Regions from separate parts of the Mus musculus genome. Here all the other regions are linked to region 5. Evidence: chromatin contacts called from public Hi-C and HiChIP or PLAC-seq data. All regions are on one chromosome and are shown on one strand. Each heading gives the region's core, a stretch centred on a gene start, on an enhancer-like site or on the middle of the called end of the contact. The rest is flanking DNA. Distances are from core to core; before and after follow the strand shown. Region 1 overlaps Gm36132 (a long non-coding RNA gene). Region 2 has its middle 34 kb from the start of 4933435C09Rik. Region 3 overlaps 4933435C09Rik (a long non-coding RNA gene). Region 4 overlaps Gm46361 (a long non-coding RNA gene). Region 5 overlaps Rad51b (RAD51 paralog B).

What was found. Hi-C and Micro-C count contacts between places; a contact is called where the count stands out from the background. HiChIP or PLAC-seq counts read pairs in DNA pulled down with a chosen protein or histone mark.
Region 1: a Hi-C map of the N1E-115 cell line shows a contact between it and region 5, with 2.8 times the contacts expected there. The contact joins two enhancer-like sites. A contact is called at or near these places in 2 of 484 Hi-C or Micro-C datasets (the N1E-115 cell line and bone marrow-derived macrophages) and 1 of 115 datasets of contacts at active chromatin or transcription factors (pancreatic cancer cells).
Region 2: a Hi-C map of liver shows a contact between it and region 5, with 2.2 times the contacts expected there. The contact joins two enhancer-like sites. A contact is called at or near these places in 1 of 15 datasets of contacts at CTCF or cohesin (the NIH/3T3 cell line), 2 of 484 Hi-C or Micro-C datasets (bone marrow-derived macrophages and liver) and 1 of 115 datasets of contacts at active chromatin or transcription factors (pancreatic cancer cells).
Region 3: a contact with region 5 is called in a FOXA1 HiChIP or PLAC-seq map of pancreatic cancer cells. The contact joins two enhancer-like sites. A contact is called at or near these places in 1 of 484 Hi-C or Micro-C datasets (bone marrow-derived macrophages) and 1 of 115 datasets of contacts at active chromatin or transcription factors (pancreatic cancer cells).
Region 4: a contact with region 5 is called in a FOXA1 HiChIP or PLAC-seq map of pancreatic cancer cells. The contact joins two enhancer-like sites. A contact is called at or near these places in 1 of 115 datasets of contacts at active chromatin or transcription factors (pancreatic cancer cells) and 1 of 9 other capture datasets (embryonic stem cells).

The regions. Positions count from the first base shown.
Region 1 is chr12:79,858,526-79,861,225 of GRCm38.p6, forward strand. It overlaps Gm36132 (a long non-coding RNA gene), which reads right to left. Exons shown (of 4, transcript XR_381728.4): 4 at 318-2,109. Among named protein-coding and RNA genes, the nearest start is that of Gm36132, 7.7 kb to the right of the region's middle. Within about 2 kb of position 1,261, at least 105 of the 459 cell types and tissues checked have an H3K27ac peak or open chromatin away from gene starts, as enhancers often do. A contact at or near this core is called in the N1E-115 cell line, where this site is marked.
Region 2 is chr12:79,968,792-79,971,491 of GRCm38.p6, forward strand. No RefSeq gene overlaps it. Among named protein-coding and RNA genes, the nearest start is that of 4933435C09Rik, 34 kb to the left of the region's middle. RefSeq lists an enhancer at 1-2,700. Within about 2 kb of position 1,285, at least 130 of the 459 cell types and tissues checked have an H3K27ac peak or open chromatin away from gene starts, as enhancers often do. A contact at or near this core is called in liver, where this site is marked.
Region 3 is chr12:79,943,398-79,946,097 of GRCm38.p6, forward strand. 4933435C09Rik (a long non-coding RNA gene) reads left to right here. Exons shown (of 3, transcript XR_381736.3): 2 at 2,282-2,407. Among named protein-coding and RNA genes, the nearest start is that of 4933435C09Rik, 8.2 kb to the left of the region's middle. RefSeq lists an enhancer at 401-2,700. Within about 2 kb of position 1,429, at least 93 of the 459 cell types and tissues checked have an H3K27ac peak or open chromatin away from gene starts, as enhancers often do. A contact at or near this core is called in pancreatic cancer cells, where this site is marked.
Region 4 is chr12:79,903,690-79,906,389 of GRCm38.p6, forward strand. It overlaps Gm46361 (a long non-coding RNA gene), which reads left to right. Exons shown (of 2, transcript XR_001780641.1): 2 at 136-893. Among named protein-coding and RNA genes, the nearest start is that of Gm51985, 5.5 kb to the right of the region's middle. Within about 2 kb of position 1,327, at least 114 of the 459 cell types and tissues checked have an H3K27ac peak or open chromatin away from gene starts, as enhancers often do. A contact at or near this core is called in pancreatic cancer cells, where this site is marked.
Region 5 is chr12:79,558,189-79,560,888 of GRCm38.p6, forward strand. All of the region lies in intron 7 of Rad51b (RAD51 paralog B), which reads left to right. Among named protein-coding and RNA genes, the nearest start is that of Gm36048, 240 kb to the right of the region's middle. Within about 2 kb of position 1,408, at least 49 of the 459 cell types and tissues checked have an H3K27ac peak or open chromatin away from gene starts, as enhancers often do. A contact at or near this core is called in the N1E-115 cell line, liver and pancreatic cancer cells, where this site is marked.

The DNA of each region.
Region 1 (2,700 bases), core at 11-2,510, 300 kb after region 5:
CCTTGCCGGGATGTGCGGTTTGATCGGCTTTACTGACCTGGAGTCAAGGTTCGAGGACATTGAGAGCTCTGAGGAGGACATTGGAAAGAGAAGGGCCAGAAGCACAGTGGGGACAGCAGCCCTCCACCTGGATGAGATCGTTCAGGATGGTGAGCGAGAGCCAGGCTGAGACAGAGGTAACTTCAGATGTTTAAGACAATTCCCTTTGGAGGGAAGACACTTCACACTGGGGCTGGCACCCTAGCCCTTCCTGCTTCATTGTACTATTTCACGGTGGCTCTGTTCAGACTGGCTCCTTTGGCATCAGAAGGCCCTCCTTGACAGTGACTGTTAGCTGATATTTATTGAACATTTGGTATACACAGATCCCAGACAGGCACTTCACATGGGCTAACCTCATGTGGACCTCACACACCCTCTGAGGTTGGGTCAGCAACCGCTCTCACTGTGAGTGACGTCCTGTGAATCAGCTGATCGATTAAACAAGGCCCTCCGGGTCCACAAGGAGCAGAAGGGGGATGATCCAGAGACTCTCCACATTTGGGTTTGCTGTTTTGAATGCACAAAATGGAATCCTTATTCTGGTTCTTGGAGGTGGGTCTTAGCCTCACTCATTGAAGTTCTGTTCTGAAGTTGGGCAGCCTAGGTCGAGCATGTGGTTATTAATTTCAAACAAGAAGGGGCTTATGTGTGTGTGTGTGTGTGTGTGTGTGTGTGTGTGTGTGTGTGTGTGTGTGTGTGTGTGGAGGGGTCAGTTCCTGCCCATTGAGAGCAAACAAAATAAAAAAGCAAATCCCAAACTTCCAGGGTAGAGTTGAAGTCTCTTCAGACCAAACCTCTCAGGACAGTCTCGAGCGGACAGCAGAAGAGTATAAACAACTCCTCTAGCACTTCTGAGACCTGTCGATTCTTCTCTCTCTGAAGCAGAGCCTTTGTGAAGTTCTATAATCCTCCTTGTAGCTCTGAGACCTGGCCACCCCGCTGGAAAGCAACCCAGAGCCATGTGATTTGCAGCATGTACCGGCTCGAATATGGAAGACAGTAATTACCTCCAATTCCAGTTAGGAAAGCTGAACCCTGCCTTTTTCGTGCCTCAAACAATTATTGAAGTGCCTTTTGAAGCACTGGACAGAAGAGAAAGGCAAAACAAACCAGAGCCAATTAGAGCCTGGGATTTGAGGGTGGCTTAGAGTGGTGCGGCGGGACTTGGGAGGAACTGTGGGAGAGGGTCAGAGGTTACCTCAAAGCTCCAGCTGCCAGGCAGCTTTGCCTGTGCCAAAAGAGCCATTACTCTGCCTCTAGAATCAAGGCCCTCGCCCTGCCTGGGGAATGCTTTGCAGGAACAGCCTCTGCATGGCTGTTGAAGAAGGCTCCCTGATTAGATAAGGCCTGGAATGTGTTTGATGTTGTGCAAAACAGCCTCTGACAGCTTTCCTAACCCCACGTCCAAGGCTTTTCCTCAGCAGAGACTCCTGTGTAAGGACCTAGCTCACAGAGAGCTCTCCTGCAGGGAAGCACCTTAGAGAAGTCTATGAATGTGTGTGCCACTGAGAAGCAAGATCTGTGGACTCTGGAACTCTTCTGGCTGTTTGGAGGCAGCCTGAGTAACCGTTGCTGCCAGTGGAAACCAGGACAGTGTCGTGTTTCTCCCCCCCCCCCCCACACCCCCATGAAGGTTGCAAGTGGCCTTGGGCTGGTGAGGGATCCGGGGGAAGTACTTCTTTATGGATCTCAAGGACAGTCCCATTCAAAGCTGTGACAGTGCAGGCCAGTGAGTCTGAGCACAGAGAGTTGGGAGCCAGGTTAGAGAGGTCTTGGGCAGGATCTGGGAAGCATTTTGAGTTAATAAATTAAGGATTGCCAAGGCAAGGTGGCGCCATCCAGGAAGTTCCAGTTTGAGTTTGGGTTAGGATCTGGGCAAACTGTAAGCACCAAACAGCCCAGAGAAAAACCACTTTGCTGAATGTCCCTACTTCAGCCCGTGCAGACAGGCTTTATCTTGTCCTTGACATGAGTGCCAGGCTCTCCATTTGCCTGTCACCTACCCATTTACTGTGCCTCCATGTCTTCCCTCTCCTGTAAGAAATGGTCCTTGAAGGAATTCTATTCCTGTAGAAAGAACAAGGTGACACATTGCTTTAAAAAAATGCATTTACTTGGGTGACATAAACGCAACATTCTGGTGGTCTGTAAAGCTGGCTTTGCCCAGTGTGGTGGCAAATACTTTTTATCTCAGTGCTGTGAGTTCAAGGCCAGTCTGGTCTATGAAGTAGGTTGTGGGCCAGCCAAGACTATATAGTGAGCCCCTGTCTCAGAACTAAGTGAAAGAAAACAAATAAAAACAACAAAATAGGCTTGTTGTGTGGTTGAGAGAGGAGGTTCACGCTGCGCCTCCTTTTTGGATAAGAATGGCAGCTAAGATATTCATGCTTTCCTATTCTTGGTTTGTCCCCTGGTGCACCCTCTGCTCCCTCCTATATGGGGATTGCAGTCATTAGCCTTGTTGCAGATGGGAGGGGGACAGAGAGAGGTCAGTAACCTGGCCAAGGACACATGGAGAGAGGGGTCCACAGAGAACAGCTGCCATGAGCCGGAAGGGACTTAGACATACCAAGGTTCAAAAATATGCTTTGGTTTTAAAATTAAACCCTTTAAGGCTCCCACAGAGCAACGCTGAGAGATGACCAAAGCAGAGTAGAA
Region 2 (2,700 bases), core at 35-2,534, 410 kb after region 5:
TCATGTTAATGTGCTGAAAGGAACAGTGCAGAGAAGTGCAGGAGAAGTGCAGAGACTACGAAGGTTTCACAGTCCCAGGTGACCAACAAGTAGACTAAGAGCAGGTATGGTGATAATGTAGTCCATTAATCTCAGCACTCTGGAGACAGACGGAGGAGAATGAGAATTTGAGGTCAGCCTGGGCTGCATAAAAACACTGTCTCACTGTTGGAGCAGTGGCTCAAGTTAAGAACACTGCTGCTCTTGCAAAGGACCTGGCTTGGGTAAGCTACCCCGTGGTAGCTTACAGCTGTTCATAACACCAATTCCCAAGAGTCCTCCTGCCCTCCACAGGGACTCCTGTGATGTGCATACATATAGACAGACAAACAGACACTCATAAAAGTTCAAAAAAAAAAAAAGACGATTCTGTCTCCAAAACTATTTAGGGCAGGAAAGAGGAGGAACCACATATCTAGCGGGACCTAACAGCCATTTTGAAGTTCTTAGACACTAAAGCCTTGCCTTTGCTCTCCAGAGGTCAACCCATTTGTTCTGAACCCCCCATTTTGTTACTCATGTCCTTCATAGGAGTCCTCTGACCCATTCTAATCTCTCCAGTCCCAACTCTGACAACAGTGCTCCCTACTTCCCCGAATGGTCCTTCACTCATCCTTTCACAAAGTAAATGCACTGTCCTCCAACCACAGACTTCTTGCCAAATTCCTCCTGTCCTTGGGCACAAACAACCCAGAAGTGCTCTCAGATCCAGAACATTGTTGGGGAGTGGGAGGGGTGAGTAGAAGGGCTATTCACCCTCCTGAGCCTATGATGGGATGTCTGGGCAGCTACTTCAAAAACACCAGGGCCTGAGACCTGTTCCAGGGATGCCACCCAGACGGGACACTGCTCAAAGCCGCCTCCAGTCCTGGGAACAAAGGTGAGGAACTCTTGACAGGGAAACTTAGCCCTACTTACTGGGTATGAATGATACCACTGGTCAGCCCTAGCTGAGAGGGGGTCTGGGCTCTGTTTTGTTCTTCTCTGTTCTAATCTTGATACTTTGACTACATTCTCATTCCCTGTGGCTTAGGCTGTAATGGTGAGAAGCAACAGTCTTAAAAACCTCAGAGGAGCCAGCTCAGAAGAGCACCTTTGGCCCACCTCCCTCAGTGCTATAACTAATGGGGGTACTTTTGCTACCACCTCCTGGTGAAACTGCTCTGGCACACATTAGGAATTCTGTCTCTAGGTCCTGTGGACTCTGAGCTTCTTGGGGCTGTGCCCAGAGTCCACTTGATAGAGAGCTGGGGTTTTGGTTTTTTTCCTGTGGGGCAAACTTCTCTGGTTAGGACACAACTGTCAGGGCATGGCTTGGCAGAGCTTCCATGCCAAATAGGGGTATGTGTATGTGTGTGTGTTCTTTTGTCTGATTTCCCAAATTCCAGGCAGGAAAGCAAGCTTTCTGTCTCTACACAGCTCCAGATCCCCCTACCAACATTTGCATTCCCCGGGTATGAAAGGAGTTGGTAGCAGGCCCCATGGAGGACAAGGCTGTAATTCAGCCAGGCCCCAGTGACATCCCAACCGTGAGAGTGCAGCTGGGGCAGCTTACGAACAGCGCCCGGGTCCCAGGGGGAAGTCAGCCCTGTTCTCCAGCCCACAAGCGCCTATTGTTCACTTTCTTGTTTTTCTCCAAATGTTTAGATGTGCTCAGAGCACAGAGAAGCCTGAAAGCAAGACCATTGGCCAGGGCAAGCCTGAAGCAGGGAAACCCACCGCTGGAACTCTGGGGCCCCACACTCCCTCCTCAGCTCTTCCTACTCCCCCTGCCATGCGCCGGACTCCGGATCCAGGGGTGGTCTCTTCCTGGCCAGGGCTGTTCAGAGAGCAGTAGGCTTGGATTGTTCAGCAAGTAAAGTATGGAATCCAGCTCAGACTGGCTTGCTTGACAGTCAGGCACAACTGTCCACATTAACTTGAGGCTGTCCAACGTGAGGGCTGGGAGAGTCTGGGCAAGTGCCTTTCTGATTCCCCGCCACTGACCAAAGCTGCTGAAGACAGGAAATAGTCACTGAGTGTCTGTCGGGGCCCCTCTCTGCATCAAGATTGTGACTCTGAGGTTTGACCTTCAGGGTTTGACAACTGGCCGCAGCAGCGCTTATTGCGTATGCAGACTCAGGCAACCTCTCAGCCTCTCTGAGCCTCAGTTTCCCTTCTTGGTAAAATTTACTTACTCTGTCTGTAGAGAGAGCTATGGGGACACTCAGACTCTATAGGCTATTCTTCCGGTTACCATTGGTTACCATGACCCAGTTTGGAAGTTGCCCCAGCGCTGGGAACAGTCACTTGTGAACCTTGATGTCCACTGTGAGTCAGCACAGCTATGCAGGAGCAGTAGCGCCAGAGGAATGAAGGATGGAGTGCCTCTCGATACCAGGGTATAGAGAACATGCTGGAAAGCCAGCCTTCTCCCCTCCCTCTCTCCTCTGCCCCAGATCCCTTTCTCTTGGGAGTTCATATTACCTGCCCTCCCCCAGGCCTGGGATTGCAAGCTTCCCTGCGTCTCCAGGCCCTAACAGACCCAGAGAAAACCCTCAACCTGGAAAATGCCCCTCCCCTACCATCCTGGCAGACATTACTGGTCAGGGCCCTGAACAGGGATGCAGGTGGGCAGAGGGAATTCCTACATCAAGGTGGGAATCTGGGTTTGGGATCCTC
Region 3 (2,700 bases), core at 179-2,678, 390 kb after region 5:
CCTGGTCCCTTCTTTCTTCTCCCAAATCACCCAATCCCAGAGTTGGAGAAAATCCCAGACACATCAACCAGCCTTTTCAGTGATATACGATGGACCTTGTGGCCCAAGCTCCTATGATCAGGACAAGACTGGCTCTAGCCTTGGGTGCAGTTTTGTTCTAAGAGCCTGGCCTGTAGTAGGTTCCATAAGCCAGTGGTAAGTGAGTGAACAAGTGAATGAATGAATGAATGAATGAGTAATTCATTCCCTTGGTCTTGCTTTTTCTTCCGACCAAATGGGTCCCATCACTTCTCTGTGCTTTTCTAGAGACTCTGCCTCCTCAGACAACCTTGTGGTGTGACAGGGCTGGCCCAGGGTCTCTCTTATGGCTTTAAGGAAAAGACATCCAGATTCAAGTATACCAATGATGGCAGCCTTGTGCTGGTTTCCACAAACTTGGTGTGAACCTTGGCTTGAATAAGGGAAATCTCTTCTCCCACAGTGCTGTAGACAAGATGCTGTTAACAGGGACTCCTTCCAGGCACTCTGAGGCAGAGTGTGGTCCAGGCCTTCCTTCTAGCTTCTCCTGTTGCCTGCAATCCCTGGGCACGTGTTCAGTGAGCATGGTGGTATGAATGAGAAAGCCTACCATAGGCTTATCATCTGAGACCACAAATGTGCACCACCACATCTAGATCTTTACATAGGCTCTGGGGATGGAGCATGGATGGTTAGGCTTGCGCAGACAAGCATTTTTAACTGCTAAGCCATCCCCCCCCAGCTCTCCGTTTTGCTTTTCTTCATGTGTCTTCTGTGTCCTCCCCCCCGAGTCTCCTGTTTCTTCTTGTCGCAGTCCTCATTTCACATCCTATATCTATGCTCGCACCCACAGATCTACATATAAACATCACAGGCTAAGATCTGATAGGACAGAGAACATACGGTGTTCTCTTCCTGAATCTGGGCCACCTCATTGAGTATAATTTCCAGGTCCACACATTTTCCTGCAAGTTTCATAATTTTGTCTTTCTTTACAGCCGAATGAAATGCCATCACGTATAAGTACCACATGTTCGCAATGCGTTTGTGTGTTGATGGCCATCTAAGCATGCTCTAATTCCCTGTTACTGTGAGTAGTGTAGCGACACACACAGATATGCAGGTATCTGATGCAGCCCAGGAGTGGGATAGATGGGTAAACTCCTAGTCCAGCCACAGACCACAGACCACAGACACATTCTTCTAAAAGACTTTCTGGGGACACTTTTCAGATCCTGGGGACACTTTTCCCTTCAGGAAAGTCATGGGAAAAGAGAGGCAGGCAGCAGCAGTTGGCCTGTCTTCCTCCACCCTTAGCAAGGCCACAGAAACCTTGCCCCAGCCCTATCCTCTGGAGGAAGTCAGTCAGCCTCACCCTGCCCCTCTGTCCCAGGCCCTCGGAGGCTCCCCACCCCCACTGCTCTTTTCTGTTTACACTGGGAGTTGAGCTTCTGCAGAGCTTAAGTGCAGTTCTGGCCCTTTTGTTTGTTTTGAAGTCAAGTTACAACTTTGCTCCCGGATTTATTGCAAATTCCATTTATCTCCCTCTGCCCTGGGTCTCTCTGTGCAAATCCTTTAGGTCTTCTCTCCCCACTGAGGACAAATGTCAATTGACACAGGAAAGGATAGGCGTGTACAGATGTGGGGGAGGGACGCACAAGGGCCAGAGCTGTCCCCAGGCTGGTAGCACAGGAGACTCACAGATAACCCAAGGTGGGCAGGCACAGCAGTCTGCCCATCACACACACACACACACACACACACACACACCCATTTTTCATAGACCTTAATAGGAAAGGAGAGCCAGGCCCAAAGAAATCCCAGTCCTGAGGGGTAAAGTAAACAAAGGGAGGTTCTGGTCTGAGGAGAGAAGCCTGTGGCAATTTTTAGCAGGAAGTGGTGTGAGGCCAAGGGTCCTGGGAGGCCTGGAATGGAAGCTCCTTGGAGTTGATCTGACAAGGGCTGAGGGCCTGAGAGTTGGGTATGGGTTCGAGTCCAGGCCTTGCTGGGAGAGCACAGCCTCAGAGAACCTGCTTCCTTCACGTGGCTATCTCAGGTCTCTCCAAACCCCACTGTGCCCGTAAACTGCTGCCGAAGAGCAAACATCACCACATGAATCTCACTAGGGAAAGAAAGAATCAAACTGAGCTGAACAAATTGGAACCGGGAAATCCCACTGTGCTGTCCGTCTGTTGGCGGTGGTGGCAGCGGCTTGTCCTTCCAAGACAGGAAGTGCTGATGGCCTGTCTCTTCCTTGCCTAAGGTCCCTGGCATGCAGAAGACACTTGAGTGGAGTAAAAGAGGCTGACCCTTCCCCTTTCCACCCCTAGCCAGGGGACCAGACAAGGGGTTAGAGTGCCCTGGAGCAGGCTCTGGTGGTGGGCAGCAGGTAAGAAGAGACACTTTTCCAAAATGTCTTCCCCGGGGCATCACCCAAGTCATAAAGCTAGAACCTTAGCCTCTCAGCCAAGGACCCCACAAAGCAGGGTTAGGGAGAGAGGACAGAGCACCCCACCCCTTACCTCTGAGAGCACCCATTGCACCTCTAAGTGCTGTTGTATGGGAGAAGCACTTCTCCACACAGGGCACTGGGCTCCATTCACAGTCTGTCAGGACTTGATTCGTCCTTGGTCTCTAATCAACTGGGCCACTGGCCCAGCCTCTCCCTGCCTCTCGCCATCC
Region 4 (2,700 bases), core at 77-2,576, 350 kb after region 5:
CCTGTCTCTCTGTCTCCTTTTTTTCCACAAGCCCTTGCAGTCTGCAATTTAGGATAGGCATGGCTTCCAAAGTCACCATCCTGATCATCCTGAGCATCAAAGTGACCCCTCCTGTGGACATTTGCCTCACTCCAGGGATATATAAAGAGGTGCTCAGCAGATGAGGACCAGACCTTTGCAACCGAAAATTCAACTTTAAAGTTCCAAAGATCTGTCCCAGGAAGGCTGGAGGGCTGTGTGATCTACAAGGTGAGACAGGGAATTTCAAGGTTGGAATCAAAGGCTCCTGAGCAGATGGAAAAAAAAAAGAAACATAGGTATGCAGCCACCCAGACAACAGCCAGTTAACCCTTCCTTTCCCAAGCCCACTGTTGGACTTTATGAGAGTCTCAGTCTCTGAATAGGTATGCCTCAGTTTCTCCTGCAAGCATGCTGTGACACATGGCAAACTTAACTTCTTTTACATGCTATATAATATCAAGAGCAATAAGATAGTATTATTTTATTGGTTCTATATTCTGTTTAATTTTTTGCGGGGGGAACACAAGACCTTGCTATGTACCCCAGGTCGGATTGAAAGTCATAATTCTCCTGCCTCAGTCACCCAAGTGTTGCAATTATAGGCGTGAGTCATCCATCATTTCTAATTCTGATTTTCTTCTCTGACTATCAGTGGTGAAGAGCTGAGTAAGTAAGAGTTGCTGTTACTCAGCTGGTGAAGTAGCTGGGTGGATTAGGGGTTTGCACAAAGCCTGACCACCCCAACTTTGACTCACTGGGACCCAGTGGTGGAAGGAGTGAACTGACTTCTGCAAGCTGTCTCCTGACCACCGCCTATATGTGTGCCCACACGTGCACAGATGAAGAAATAAAAATGTAATCAAAATCAAAAAGAGTCATTGCTGCTCTATAATGAAAAGATCTTCACTCATTAAAGGAACCCACAACGGATCATCTCATGCCTTCTTTAATAGTGCAACTTTGAAAGACATCCAGTTAGTGGCCCAGTGGTTATTTATTTATTTATTTATTTATTTATTTTCTACCTCTTCTGGAGTAGGTGACAGACACCACAGGGGAATGTTCAAGTGAAAAGCCCAGCATCCCTGGAAGACAAGAACAGAAGCCTTTGGACATCTGCACGGGACTCCATCACCAACACATCCAAACACTTTCTCGATCTGGAGGAAGAGCCTATCCCATGTTCCACAGAAGGCCCTGGCTCCTGCCAGTTCCTCCCTGGTTCACTGCTGGGAACCACAAGAGTGGCCTCTCTCATCCCTGCTGCCTCACTGGCCAGTGGAAGGGCAGAGTTGGCAGAAGAGCCTTTGTGAGCCTTGTTGACTCTGCTGGGTTCAGAGAGGCCTTCACAGTTGACTCAGCTAAGGAGAGTTGTTTACTTCCTGCAGCCTTGAGGTCTGCCAAGCACAGGGCCCAGCTGGGCAGTTCAGTGCCCGGGTCTCTCACTCCCACACCAGTACCTGTAGAGATCAGTGAACAGCCCCTGCTAGGCCGGCCAGACTGAGTCTGCACAAGCTGCCTTGGCCCTCAGCACAGACTCCTTCCTCCCTGCTAGTTCAGCTAGCCAGGCCTGCCTTAGTGACACTCCTGGGCTGGGTTTCTTTCTTTCTTCCTGAAGTCCAGAGCCCAGTTATTTACCCAAAGAAAACAGGGAAGTGACAAGGTAACAGAGTACACATGTTGTGAAAATATGCAGGCTGAGGCTGAAGAAAAGAAAACATTCTTCCATAAGGAACTGCCTTGTTAATTCATATTCTTCCCCCTCCAGATTAGAACCAGCCATTGCTTGTGCTCCTTCAAGTACTTTCTGTGGTTCCATGACAGCTGCCTACATGGGGCAAGATTTGGCTTGAAAAATGGGCCATCGGTCATGCTTTGGGTGGGGTGGAGGTTGTGGGGGGGGGTCAGACACTAAAATTCCCAGATAACTCAAATTCACTGCTCGCTCACTCTCTCGGCGGGATACAGGGGGGAGAGAGGTGGCATGGAGAATGGATTGTACAAACGTCAAGACATAACCTGATTTTCCACAAGAAGCCACAGCTCAGTAATGAACAGTCTTTGGAATGAGCTTTTCAACTCCTCTTGAAGTTGGTTTCCGATCCCTGGCAAACCCGGTCTCTGCAGCCTTGAGTAACGGCCACAGGCTGATTCTCGGCAATTAAAAATAATATTGGCCCTGATAGAGAACTCTTGGGCACCCCCCTCCCTTACACACCCTTTTCATTACGTGCCAAAGATTACTTTCCCAAACCTGTTTCAGAACAGCTGGCCGAGTTGGAGGAGCAGGCTCAGCCCTCGTGGCCTGGAGAGAGGCTGCAGTTATTAATAGCATTTGCTCTGCCTGGTGTTTGGGGCAGGAAGAGGGTGACCTGTGTCTGTTTGGAAAGTTGGGTCCTAATCAGTTTGGGGCCTGTTCTCTCTTCCCTGCATTCTTTAAACCTCAAGCTCTATGGATAGTGGCTGAGAGAGCCCACAGAGAGGCTGGGTAGGGCCAAATAGCCTCCCTATAAACCTTCAGGCTTCTCATTTCTTCCTTCGTGGTTGTTCTCTGCCTCTCAGTGGGTATTGGCCAGAGGACTGGCCAGGATCCTTTCAAGGGAGGTCTCTCACAGAGGCCTGGGCTGCCCCTGTTAGCACTTTCTGGTAACAGAGCCTGCTGAGCCTGGTGTTGCAGCT
Region 5 (2,700 bases), core at 158-2,657:
GGTCATATGTTGAATGAATGTATGAGTTCTGCTGGTTCCCGAAACTCTCCCGTTGTTCATAGCTTGAAATACTATGCCATGGTTAATCATAAGTGTCAGCTGCTGTGTCCTTTTATTTATTAACCTTAACCAGGAGGACCCAGCAAGAATCAGTGCTCACGTGGAGCCTTTCATGGTATCTTTTTGGACACTTCTTCCTCTGTCATTGTCTCTGAAAGTAACATTTTCTGTGCTGTAATTGAGTGACCAATCTGTAAGGCTATGTCTCTCTCCCTGATCTCTGTTTTATAGATATATAGTTTTGTAAGAATTAAAAATAAAAGATTTGTCTTTGATCAAAGAGGCTATAATCAGAAGTTTAGATCGGAACATTTTGTGAATGAATATCAGAGGAGAGCTTTTACTCAGATAACTTAGGGGCAGCTTATATTTTCACATTTATATATTTTCAGCTTCATAACAAAAATCATGTTCAGTTCCTTTTTTTTAGTCACTCAGAATTTTTCTAAACTTTAAGGTTACCTTTTTATTGTTGTTATTATTATTATTACTATTTTGGTTTTGGGTTTTTGAAACAGGGTTTCTTTGTGTAGCCCTAGCTTTCCTGGAACTAGCTTTGTAGACCAGGCTGGCCTTGAACTCACTGTGACCTTCCTGCTTCTGCCTTTCTCATGCTGGGATTACAGGCTTGTGTTCCCACTGCCTGGCTTGGGGTTAACTCTGTTGTGGTTTTCATTCATGTGGGCTTTCACTCAGTAATCTCAGTTCCATCCACACAGGCTCCATTGGGTCACCTGAACATGACGTGCTTCTGCCTGTCTTGCCTGGTTATATAATGCTGTTCCCTCAGCCTTCCGTTCTTCCCTCATCTCCTTCAGGACAGCATTCCTGCGCTTCTTCCATTCTTACATTTCCCTTGGCCTTGCACTTGGGTGTCAGTGCTGTTCTGTGCACTGCTTTATTTGACCTATTCAGGAAGTACTCCATACTACCTTATATTTTAATCTGTTTTTGTTGTTGTTGTTGTTCCAGTTTCCTCAGCAACAAGGGGCATCCATACAGAGGACCAAGGCCATATTTTCTAAGCAGCATCCAAATGGTTTGCTTGGCGCAAAACTGCATATTTCTCTTGTTTCTTCATCAATAGATGAGAAACATTCGTATTTGGTTTCTCAGAAGTGCTCTGAGGAAAAGCTAAGAGACTGACAGTGAACTTGGAATTCTCTTAAAAGTAGTTACTATTTCTTTCAGAAGTATTACCACAAGTGTTCAGTGACGGCTGTATGACACAGCAACCTGACTTTTCTACAATATCTAAAAGTTAAAATGGACAATCAACCACAGTAAAAGGTGATATGCTTACCCTTTGCCTGCAGTCTGTTTAACCAAGCCAAGATGAAGCAAGAGTGCTGGGAAATGAGCTGTTCTGAGTAACGTATTTGTTTAGGCTGCTTCTTAACCTCTGCTTCCTCTCCATGGTATCTACCTTTTTCAATGCTCTTTTTGTGTAGGATGGCATGTTAGCTGTTAGAATAATAGAGATCATACCCACCGCGCCAGCACTAGTCTGTCCCAGTCTGATCACACTCACTTGACTGCTTACCAGCAGGAGCTCAAGGGTAAGTAGCAATGGGGCATTAAACAAACAAGCCAGCTAAGAGGGCTGTCTAGGCCCAAGGACCAGAGTTTCTGGATTTGTTTAAAGAATTAAGCTCATGCATTGCACTTTCTCCCTTTGCAGCACAGATAGAAATCTTTGCTGGGGGAACATTTCAGGATCCCAGCTGTGAGTATAACTTACAATGGAAAATGTTTTTCAGTTTGGAAAGAGGCACTTACACTTCTGTAATGGAAGACAAAGATAACAAGGGAGAAAATATGTTCAGGATTGTCATGGCTTGATGAAGAGAGCAGTCTAATGTTATTGTTAGTCCTTGAAATTAGGGCATCTCTGTTTGCATCTTCCTGTTAGATTGGTTAAGAAGTATACAGTATCCACCGTGTTGAGGACTGTTCAGCATTATGGACATTACAGTAATAGGAGAAGACATGGTTACTGCCCTTGAGGGAGTGAACATTGAATAGGTGACTGATATAGATTAGGATCAGCAACAGAATGATGTAAGTCAGGTGTAATCAAAGAGCCCCAGACAAACTACAGACCAGAAAGTAAGGAATAGATTACCATGGTCTCTGCAGTTACGTCGTAGCTTTAAGTTTCTTGGATATCCTCCACATATCATATCTTTTCTCTTAAGCAAGACTGTATGTGCCCTTTACCAAGGAAAGTGTTTACAATCGCAAACTTATGACTTTGAGTCTCTTGCAAAACTGTAAGAAGCGAGCGAATGGGAGCCAACAGTGTGACAAAGAGGATTGTGGTGCACCAGTGCTTCATAGCAAAGGAGGCACAATGCTTGGTCGTGAGACTGTAATAGAGACGATGCCCTTTTTCAGCTTTGTAAAATGTGACTTTTGGTTATAACTTCAAAGGAAAAAGGACTATTCTAACTTGATTACTTTCCTTAATTTAAAAAATATAGAACACTTCATTTCCCTCTCAGTCTCAGTATGTTTTCATTTTAATTTGCCCCACTTATTAGTTTATTCAGCACATAATTATTTTTGGCAGGCTTATATCCCATGTGCCCTGTGGGTATAAGGTTGGGGTCCTGGACAAAGCTGGAACAACTAAAGGGT